2 separate regions of the Gossypium arboreum genome follow, and region 1 is linked to region 2. Evidence: chromatin contacts called from public Hi-C data. All regions are on one chromosome and are shown on one strand. Each heading gives the region's core, a stretch centred on a gene start, on an enhancer-like site or on the middle of the called end of the contact. The rest is flanking DNA. Distances are from core to core; before and after follow the strand shown. Region 1 holds the start of LOC108482082 (cyclin-D3-3-like). Region 2 holds the start of LOC108480599 (MFP1 attachment factor 1-like).

Region 1 (5,084 bases), core at 2,432-4,931, 280 kb before region 2:
ACAGAACAAGTCTTGAACACCAATTTGAAACAATGTGGAACACTACTAGTTTGACTATAATCGAATAAAATGTTTCAGATTGAAGTAAATTATTCAGCAAGTAGATAAAAAAAAAAATCATTGTCTGTACTAAAAAGAATCATCCTTAATAGCGAAAATTGAAAGAGAAGACATAACTATCTCTTTGCTAACTGGTTTAACAGGTTCAAGGTTATCAACACAGTTTTCGAGTTTCTGATGTGGTTTCATCCAATGGCTTCAATCTTTTATAAGTGTAGATGGTTCATGACTGGCACTTCATGTTGTTAAAAATGACAAGACAAAATATTGATTGCAATGGATCTCACTTTGTTGACATGCATCTATATATCTCCTTGGTGATTGGCTTTGCATTTGTTTCTTTTTAAGTTTTAGAGGAACAAGTTTTGTTGACATCATGAGGTCGGGCATGTATGTAAAGTTACTGAGATCCAAAGCACTTGATTCTATAGGTCCGGAGCTTGTTAGATGATTAAATGGTTTAATTTCTCTCCAACAACTTTCTGGTATCTTGAATGTTAAAACACTTGGACTGGAGTCGACGTTGGAGGAATAGGAGTTTGAACATGCATGAGATTTACACGCTTATACTCACAACACCATAATAGCAGTCAACATGCCTCAGTGATAGTAGCCTAATCATGGCCGCAGGTTTTTACGCTGATAAGAACACATCAATCAGTTAATTACCTGCTTCTTTATGGCTGCTTGCTAGTTGCTAACTTGTTTGTTTTCGGTTTCCTTGATACTCTTTGGCGTTGGATGATATCAATGGACAAGCATGATTATTAGACTGGGACACAAACCCTGGAGAAGTGGGAGTTGATGTCCACTACCACCGCACAGCAGAGTGAAGGCAAAATCCAGGAGGGCCGTTTCTCTTCATTATCATGGCTTCATGGTACACCTACATAAATAATTTGCTGAAACAATCGATCAAAAGATGTTGACCTTTCTGTTGAGAGAGCCCAAGCCAGGCTGCTATGGATTGATAAGTCCTGGTAAGGAAGGGTTTTTGCTTTCTCTAGTACGTGATTGATTTAAAATGCTATTTTATTTATTTTTAAAAATACAGGCATCAATTTTTTATTTTTTATTTTGCTTTAAACACTCCAACCTAGGTTTTTTTTGTATTAATAACAATATTTATGCCAATTAAATTGAAACTCAATTAATTTGTTCATTTCTAGTTTTATTAGAACCAGGTTATATTTATTTAAACTAAGTTTTAAAATACTTCTATTTTTATTAAAAGGCTATATTTATTTAAAATAATATTTTTACTAAATTTTAACAAAACCTGACTATATATTTATTAAAATATATTTTAAAATTATAACAAATGTTTTTAACAAAATTTGATAGAAATATGATAAACTTTAAAATTTTTATCTAGGTTTAGCGTTTCTCAATTTAAAAATGTAATAAACTCAAAAGATACAATATTAAATTAATTATTAATGTAACTTTTAAAAATATTAACTCAATTTAGCGTTAAATAGATAAGTATATATTTTCAAACTTAAATTGATAAATATATATAATTTCTTAATAAGGTACTAATTAAAAGTAATTTTGCAAAGATTTTACAATCAATCTTTTTTTTTCCGAATAAGTGCTAATTTCTTTTTATATATACTAAAAGGAGAAAAATCAGATTAGATGAACACACTAATTCCTATTCTTAAAATGTAATAATTATTTTGACTAAATAGGTGAATATAAAATCAAAATAATAAACATCTTTAAACTTTTATTATTAATATATCTTTATTTTTTCCTATGTCAAATATATTAATATTAAACAACAGTTTAATAAATAGAATAAACCCACGAGATAAAAAAAATTACATTTTATATTATTTTAAGGGACGCATATCATCTCTAGACATATAGAAAATTTGAAAAAAACAAAATTAAATACTATACATTTATACCCGAATTAGAGTAAAATAAGACTGGCGATATTTAAGTTAATGAATGTCACGTGTTGAAGTAATTGTGTTGGTATGGCCCATAATTCAGGCGTTATTAATTTTCAAAATAAATTTTTTAGAAGCGATAGAAATTAAATTATAATTTTATGTTAGTAAAAATGTAATTTTATTATTTTAATATATTATATTTTTATAATTTTAAAAATTAAATTAAAATATTATTAATTTTTGGGATTAAGTTATAATTTTATCTTTATTAATTTAAAATTTTAAAAATTTAAAAGATTTAAATAAAAAAATTCATTTTAAGGAGGCTGAGCCCTGCCTATTCCCTAGCTACACTTCTGTATTAGGGGTGGAGATGAAGATAATACAATTTAAATTCGTGTTAAACTAATATTTAATAAGAGATTTAATTACGATTAGATACAAATTAAAATAATGAATACGTTATTTAAATGATTTATTAGTTGGGGAACTGAACCAATCCATTAAGGGAGAAAAGTACGTCCCTCATCTTAGTGCTATATTCAATTTTTATTACAACACGGTTATATTTATTTAAAATACTTCTATCTTTATCACAAAAATTTGTTTATATTTATCTAAAATAATAATTTCATTAAATTTTGACAAAACCTAGACTTTAAAATTATAAGAAATGTTTTTAACAAAATTTGATAAAACATGATAAACTTTAAAACTTTTATCTAATTTTAGCCTTTTTTCAATTTAAAAATTAATAACCTCAAAACATACAACTTTTTTTTTATTAAAAATGAGATTAGTGTATTTTTATAAAAAAATTAACCTAATTTAGCATTAAATTGATAAAATATATATTTCTGAAAGTTAAATTAATAAAAAATATAAAATTTCTTTAATAGGGTACTAATTAAAGTAATTTTTGCAATGATTTACAACCAATTTTTTTTCTGTGTAGGTGCAAATTTCTTTTTATACTAAAAGGAGGAAAAAACCAAATTAGATGAAAACCAACTTATCAAATGCTATGGCAGCATTATCGAATATAATGATTTTTTAAATAAATTCGAAATTATACATTAATTATGATTTAATGTATAATTTGATACATGAACTTTAATTTAGTACAATTGTACATAAGAAACTTTGATTGTAGTTCAAATGTATACATAAAATTTTAATTTTGATTCAATCATACATATTTAAAGAAATAAATATATCAATTTATTTTTATATTAGATAAATATAATTATATGTGTATGTAATACATAAACATAAAATGATGTTATATCAATAATTGTGTTAATAATTTATAAGAATTTGATCAAAACAAAATTTCATATATAAAATTACACAAAACCAAGGTACTTGTATTGAGTTGCACAATAGACTAAAGTTTATGTATAATTTTGAGATTTATCTTTTTTTGGAACAATTTTATTATAAATTCGATTATATCTATTTTTTACACAATAACTAGAATTACTCATAACTTGTCCTAACCTATAAATAGGGGGATAATACGCTTCAACGCATTCGAACTCTCGTCCTCCTATATTAAATATATTAATATTAAAGAGATAAAAAATAATTATTTGAAAACAAAATTAGAGTAGAATGAGAGTGGTGATATTCAAGTTAATGAATGTCACATGTTGTGTTGGTATGACTAATATTTATCATGGTAATAAAGATATTTTGACATGGATTTTATTCATTATTGTGATAATGAATAGGTTATTTAAATGAGTTGAGCCAACCCACTAAAGAAGAAAAGTACGTCCTTCGCCTTAGTGCTTACTTCCCTCAGTTTTCTGAAGGTTCAACCTCGCTCTTTCTTTTATCTTCTCCTCTGTTATTTTATAAATGAAACCAACATCTTGAGACATTATTCCTTGGGTGGATGAAAAATGGCTTTCAACTCTCCATTTGTTATCGATTCTCTTTATTGTTCAGAAGACACAGGAGAAGACCACTTTGTTGAAGAAAGTTGTTTCAATAAATCAAACCCATTTCCAATCTTGTTAGAGCAGGACTTCTTGTGGGAAGATGATGAACTTTCCTCCTTACTTTCAAAGGAAGAGCAAAGTCAAATGTACAATTGCCTTCAAACCAATAGGAATCTAGCTGTGGCTCGCTTTACTGCTGTGGATTGGATGTTGAAAGTCACTGCTCACCATTCCTTCTCTGCTCTCACTGCTGTTCTTGCTGTCAATTATCTCGATAGATTCTTGTTTAGCCTCCCTTTCCAAACTGACAAACCATGGATGACTCAACTAGGTGCTGTTGCTTGTCTTTCTCTAGCAGCCAAAGTGGAAGAAACCCAAGTGCCTCTCCTACTGGACTTACAAGTTTGTACTTTAAGTTTTCATTGATTTTTTTTTTCTCATTTGATTCAGCTTATCAATGTTGGGTTTTTGCTCATCTGTTTAGGTGGAGGAGAGCAAATATTATTTTGAGGCCAAAACAATCCAAAGAATGGAGATTTTGGTACTCTCCACACTTCAATGGAAAATGAACCCTATAACCCCAATTTCATTTCTTGATTACATTGCAAGGAGGCTTGGGTTGAAAGGCCATGTTTGTTGGGAATTTCTCAGGAGATGTGACCAAATTTTGCTCTCTGTCATTTCAGGTTTACACCCTCCCTCCACATCCCCCCCCCCAAAAAAAAAAAACAAAAAGAAAAGAAAACCTTTCTTTCGTTTATCAAAATCATGAATTGAATCTAAATTCCTGTTAAATTCATTGACAGATTCAAGGTTTTTGTGCTACCTTCCTTCAGCAATGGCCACTGCTATAATGCTGCAAGTTATGGATAGCGTTGAGCTTGAACCTAATCTTAGAGTACAATTCGAAAACCAGCTTTTAGACAACCTGGGAATTAACAAGGTACTGTTTTGTATTAATTTTGTCTACTTTTTTTTCCAATGTTCATCCTGGGTTCATGTTTGAAACAGGACAAGGTAGATGAATCCTGTAAATTGATAATAGAATTGACAAAAACAAGAGAGGAAGGCAACCAATCAAAGAAGCGCAGATTCAAGTGGATTCCTGAAAGCCCAAATGGCGTAATAGATTTGTTGTTTATTTCTGATGAATCCAACGATTCATGGGGAGTTT
Region 2 (5,244 bases), core at 1,220-3,719:
GACCTTAACCACTACTTCCTTCTTATGTTGTTGGATCAATTTGTACTGATGAGATTCAACTATAAATAGTTGAATAAAAAATCAACCCTCCTTGCCCTCCTTTGTATCATTTATCATTCAATAATCAAATTCAGAAAGCATTTACTCCTAGAAATAAATGCAATTGCTTTTTCTGAGTGTTCTTACTTTCCTAGGAAATTTGGAAACAAACCATGCAGGCTCGTGACGTGCGCCTATCACAAGAAACGTATATAGCTAGTAGATACATAACTATTCATAGATATACAAAAAATGAGTACCGCATGCCAAGGATTACACACAGTAATATGGAAAGCCATGACCTGTCAAAAGCAGTCATGGTTCAAAAGAATCATATAGATTTCCTCCTTTCCTACAGAACTATATACGCAAATGCAAGAAAAGAACTGAAAGGATACAAGTGTAACATAGGCTTTTCGAGAAGAGTAGCTTACAGAAATCTTAATTGCCAAAAACCTTGCTTATATAGTAAGATGTACTGTATCAAATGTGAAGAAATCTCCAGCTAGGAGGAGCATGATATCAACAACTTAAAGACAGATTATCTCATTTACCTACAAAAATGAACAATTGGAATGGCCATCCACCAAAACTATAGACATCAAAAGAGAAATAGGGGTTTTATATTACTTCAATCAAGATGGTAGCTGTAGGTGTTGGATCAAGAAAGCCGACAGAAATTTGACTGCATTGTGATGGCAACAAGATCCTACACATTTACATTGATATGCTTTTCTAAATGTTCAATAAATGCAAAAAATGCAGATTGATGATTGGTAGCAACCATAAGAAAAAAAGTACGAAGCAACTCAACATTGAAATGCAGCAAGAAAAGAAATTCACCATTGAGAAAAAGAAAATGACATTCAAATCACCCAAAGAAACATACTGTGAAGTGTAAACATATGTTACATACTGTGAAGTGTAAACATATGTTACATAATTACTAAACGTGAAAATAGCTTGAGCACTAAAAACACGAAGGCTTCGCTAAAGCATGTGTCTATATTCAATTCATATCAACTGTTTGCTCAGATGACCGAGAGCCTATACATACCAGTTCATAAGAACATGCAGTTTCAATGAAGATCTACTCATAGTTGTTCTTTAGCATTTATACTATCCCTTGGAAGTTAGATTCTAGCTCACAGCAGATATCTCTTTTAACTTTCACATCTTGATGACTCTAGTATACCTAAGAATCTTTCCTAATACATTAAGATTTTGAATCAACAATTACTTTTTCTTTTTCTAAAAAGGGATTACAATAAAAGCAAATTGAATAAATATTAAGATTTAAGACCATATATCAGATCTATATAAAATACAGAAACCTCTATTGCATAGAACCTTATCTACACATCAACTCGTACAAGACTTTCAAGTTTCAACTTGATTGCTCTGGTTTGTTGAACAGATCATGGAGGAACACTAAGTGAATAAAGGTACAGAATACTTATGAGTTAGTTGGGAAAAATCATTAATGAAGAAAATCTCTAGCACCCTTTAAGCTGCATTTTGCACTGTATCAATGAATAAAGCAACAAACACCAAGAAACTCATAAAGATCAAGCACATTTCCACAAGAAAACAGAAAACCCTCAAAAAAGAAGAGATAAAGAAATGGTATTACAGTTACAGATTTTATTATCGTCGTATATAGGCAATTAAGCATCTCGAAAAATCCTGAGCCAAGCAGACAGATCTTTAAAAACCCTAGCAAGACCGATCATCAATCTAAAGAAAAGCCCTAAAGAGAGAGAAAGAGAGAAATGAGGATCCTTAAACTCAAGCCTCCGCCTTCACGGACGACGATGAAACCTCCTCACCATTCGCTGCTTCCGTGGCTGACGGAGCATCGGCGGCAGCGGCAGTAGCAGCGCGAGATTTGACAGTATCGAGCATACGCTTGCTGATCTCCTTGGAATACATCTGAAGGATCTCGATGCCATCATCGTCGGGGGAGAAGGCCGCACCGGCGACTGAGAAAGCCTCCTCCTCGATAGATTTGGCCAGGGAGGCGGCCTCGTCCTCGGGGATGGTGCCGTAGCGTTTGGAAAGTACAGATTGGGAAGAGAGCGTCTCGACAAGACGGTTGATAACGGCATCGCGGGTTCGTTGAGTGGGGGGCCAAATTCGGAGAGTAAGATTATTGAGCTTGGCGGCGGTTTCATCTATTTGGGATTGAGCCTGAGTCTGGTGGGGCTCCGTTTCTGCGGTGGCTGAGTCTTGAGCAGTGGTGGTGGATTCAGTTTCGGCCATTTCTTTTGGTTTGGAACTTTTGGGCAGTGACCGGAGAGTAATGGGGATTTCGAGTTTGCGAGGGGAAGTTCTTTTAAGCCAATAAAAAATTAAAACAATAATTAGTAATTAGTATATAAGAAAGCGGATTGAATATGGGCCGAGCAACTTTCCTCATTTGTATCTACATTTAAAATGCTCTAAAATCTAGATGCTCTGGCCTTTAAATTAATTTGAAGTCTTTATTTAATGTGACCTATGTTACATATATATATTTATTTATTTATTTATTTTATATTATATAATTATATAGGTAAGTATTATTAAAAGATAAATAAAATATATAAAATATTCTAAAAATTATATTTGTATAATATTTAAAAGATTATTATGTTGCTTATCCATACTTTCTATAATATAATTTTTTTTTGTTTTGATATCTAAAAGATGGATATCAATTATTTATTTATATTATAAATTTAATAAAATAATGTTATTTTGAATTCTATAATAAATAATATGTATTTTGTAACTGCTTTTAAATATATTTATTTATTATTTACAATGTTATAAGTGATTCAGTAATATTTTTGTTTCGGTAGAATTATATATAAAGTAATTTAAATATATTTTAATTAATAATAATTTAATTATTATTATTTATTTTAAATATTATTTTAATAAAATTTTATCATAATTACAAATATCACGGTTAAATTATCATAAAATATTTAATGTGACAATTCAAGATAAACCTACAAAGAAACTTTTTATTTAATGTCATGTATCATAACTAAAGTAATGCCTCATATGCTACTTTCGTAATGTTATTAATAAAATATTTTTTATGATTTTGGTTTTAATATAATACTAAATTATGGCAAACACATTATGTATAAAAATAAATATCATTTTTGGTTAAAATGATAAAATTCAAGATAAATATTAAGATGTCTTGATTTAAATCCAGGACATATAATTTTTAAATTTATTAAAATAAAAAAACATATATACCTTTAAATATAACATATGTTGTTTTCCAAAATTCAAATTTTAACATCACTTTTTTTCTAATTGCAACGTCAACACTAGCTAGAAGACTCATAAGCAAAGCTAAATCACCATGCTGAAATTATCTATTTGACTAATTGTATAAAAACTACATTCATAAACACCCTGTTTGATTCAATGTAATTACAACTCAATTCTATGAGCCCACCATAAACCCTTGTTTGGTTTAATGGAATGTCTATTATAGGTGTTGTTGTTTAGTTTTCTATTTCCACTAATCACTGAATAGAGGTTGAATAGCATTCTTTGCCCCATCCTCTGAGTTGTCATTCAGAGCACGGTAGGAATGTTGAAAGATTATCTTTTTTTTTTTTCATTTTGCCCTCATTTTTTCATCATCGTCCTTTCCTGTAGTTTTAACTACAACATCCATTCACTACCTTCTCCATTTACAAAGCCTTAAACACCATTGCCCCTCACCAATTTTTTTTAATCTTTTCCTTATAGGAATCGAGATCATAGAAATTTCTCAATTAGGGGCAAAATATTCAACGAAAAAATCCAAACTCAATTTAAGCCTTGGCATCATTCATTTCAATTTTGGGTTCGAGCAGATGATATTTATACTGGCTATAAAGTCCCTACTTTATCTTTTTTTTTTTTTTTGATTCTTCTTCTTGTTAATTTGATAGTTTTTGATTGTTGGGTCATTATTGAAATTATAGGTGTTTCAACTTCGAGTGAGTTTTGTGAAGGATCCACAAAAGCAACATGTGTTATGAACTTGGTGGGTTTTACCTTAGGGTATACACATTGATTGGTTTGAAAATGGTTCAAATTTAAATGGGTTTCTTTCTACTTTTTTTTTAGTTTATTTACTATTTGATTCTTATTGATTGATTTAGTTGTTCTTAGTTCTTTAAACTACAATCTTTGTTTTTTTGTTCTTTCAATTCAATTAAAATGGGTTTGTCTGTTTTTACTTTTTCTGTAATGCTTGATTCTTATTGATTGCCCATTTTTTTGATTTCGTTGTTCTTAGCTCTTTGCAAATTACATGTGACATCCCAAAATTGACCCTAGTCGGGATGTGGTTTCGGGACCACAAAACTGAGGCATAAAAATAATTTATAATTTATTTTGATGCCTATAATATGTGTTAATTCATGTGTGACATTTTTGATGTTTCGATTTAGAGTTATAAATGTGAATTTCACTAGAAAGGGCCTAGTAGTAAACATTGAAAGTATGATGGGGAAATGTGGGATGACTAGTTTATAATGCATGCAAAAATAAGGATTTGCATGTCAAATTTCCCCCAACATGAAGTGGCCGCCATGACAAGGAATCATGGGCTAAACATGTCATGAAACATGTTTTGTTGGTGCACTAGGAGAAACAATAAACAAATGAGTATGGGTAATAAAGAAAGAAAAAAATGTGTGTGTGTGTGAAACCCCCCTTGCCGTGCATTGTGGAAGAGAAAAGAAAATTTTGTTCATCCATTTTTCTCTTCTTTGGCCGAAAATACTAAGGAAAAGGGAGGATTTTTGCTTCATGCTTGGTTTAGAAGAGAACTAGAAGGAGATTTGGCTATACTTGCATCAAGATTAAGGTATGTTTGAGGTTGTGTCATGAGATTCATGCTTGTTTTGGTTGCTAACTTGATGTGCATGTTAGCCATGGTTCAAATCCTTGTTATGCCATGGAAATGGTATTTGGCCAAGGTGGATTTTGTGTTAATGCCATTGCATGTTAAATATGAAGCTTGTTAATGGTGTATGTGATGGGGATTGATGGCTCTTGGACTTTCTTTTTAGTATTTTGAGTGAGACATTAAGTTCTTTGCTTAATCATGACCAAAATGATGGTGTTGTGATGTATTCGGTCATGGTATATCCATAAGTATGATTCATGCATGTTGCATGGTAGGTAAGATTTGAGCTTTGAATA

What was found. A called contact is a pair of places that touch in the nucleus more often than the background predicts.
Region 1: a contact with region 2 is called in a Hi-C map of leaf, with 5 times the contacts expected there. The contact joins the promoter of LOC108482082 here to the promoter of LOC108480599 in region 2. A contact is called at or near these places in 2 of 5 Hi-C or Micro-C datasets (both in leaf).

What each region holds. Positions count from the first base shown.
Region 1 is chr1:78,517,369-78,522,452 of ASM2569848v2, reverse strand. LOC108482082 (cyclin-D3-3-like) reads left to right here and starts at 3,681. Exons shown (of 4, transcript XM_017785189.2): 1 at 3,681-4,312; 2 at 4,395-4,596; 3 at 4,717-4,853; 4 at 4,922-5,084. The coding sequence starts at 3,872.
Region 2 is chr1:78,239,577-78,244,820 of ASM2569848v2, reverse strand. It overlaps LOC108480599 (MFP1 attachment factor 1-like), which reads right to left and starts at 2,469. Exons shown (of 1, transcript XM_017783649.2): 1 at 1,617-2,469. The coding sequence starts at 2,301. The coding sequence ends at 1,828.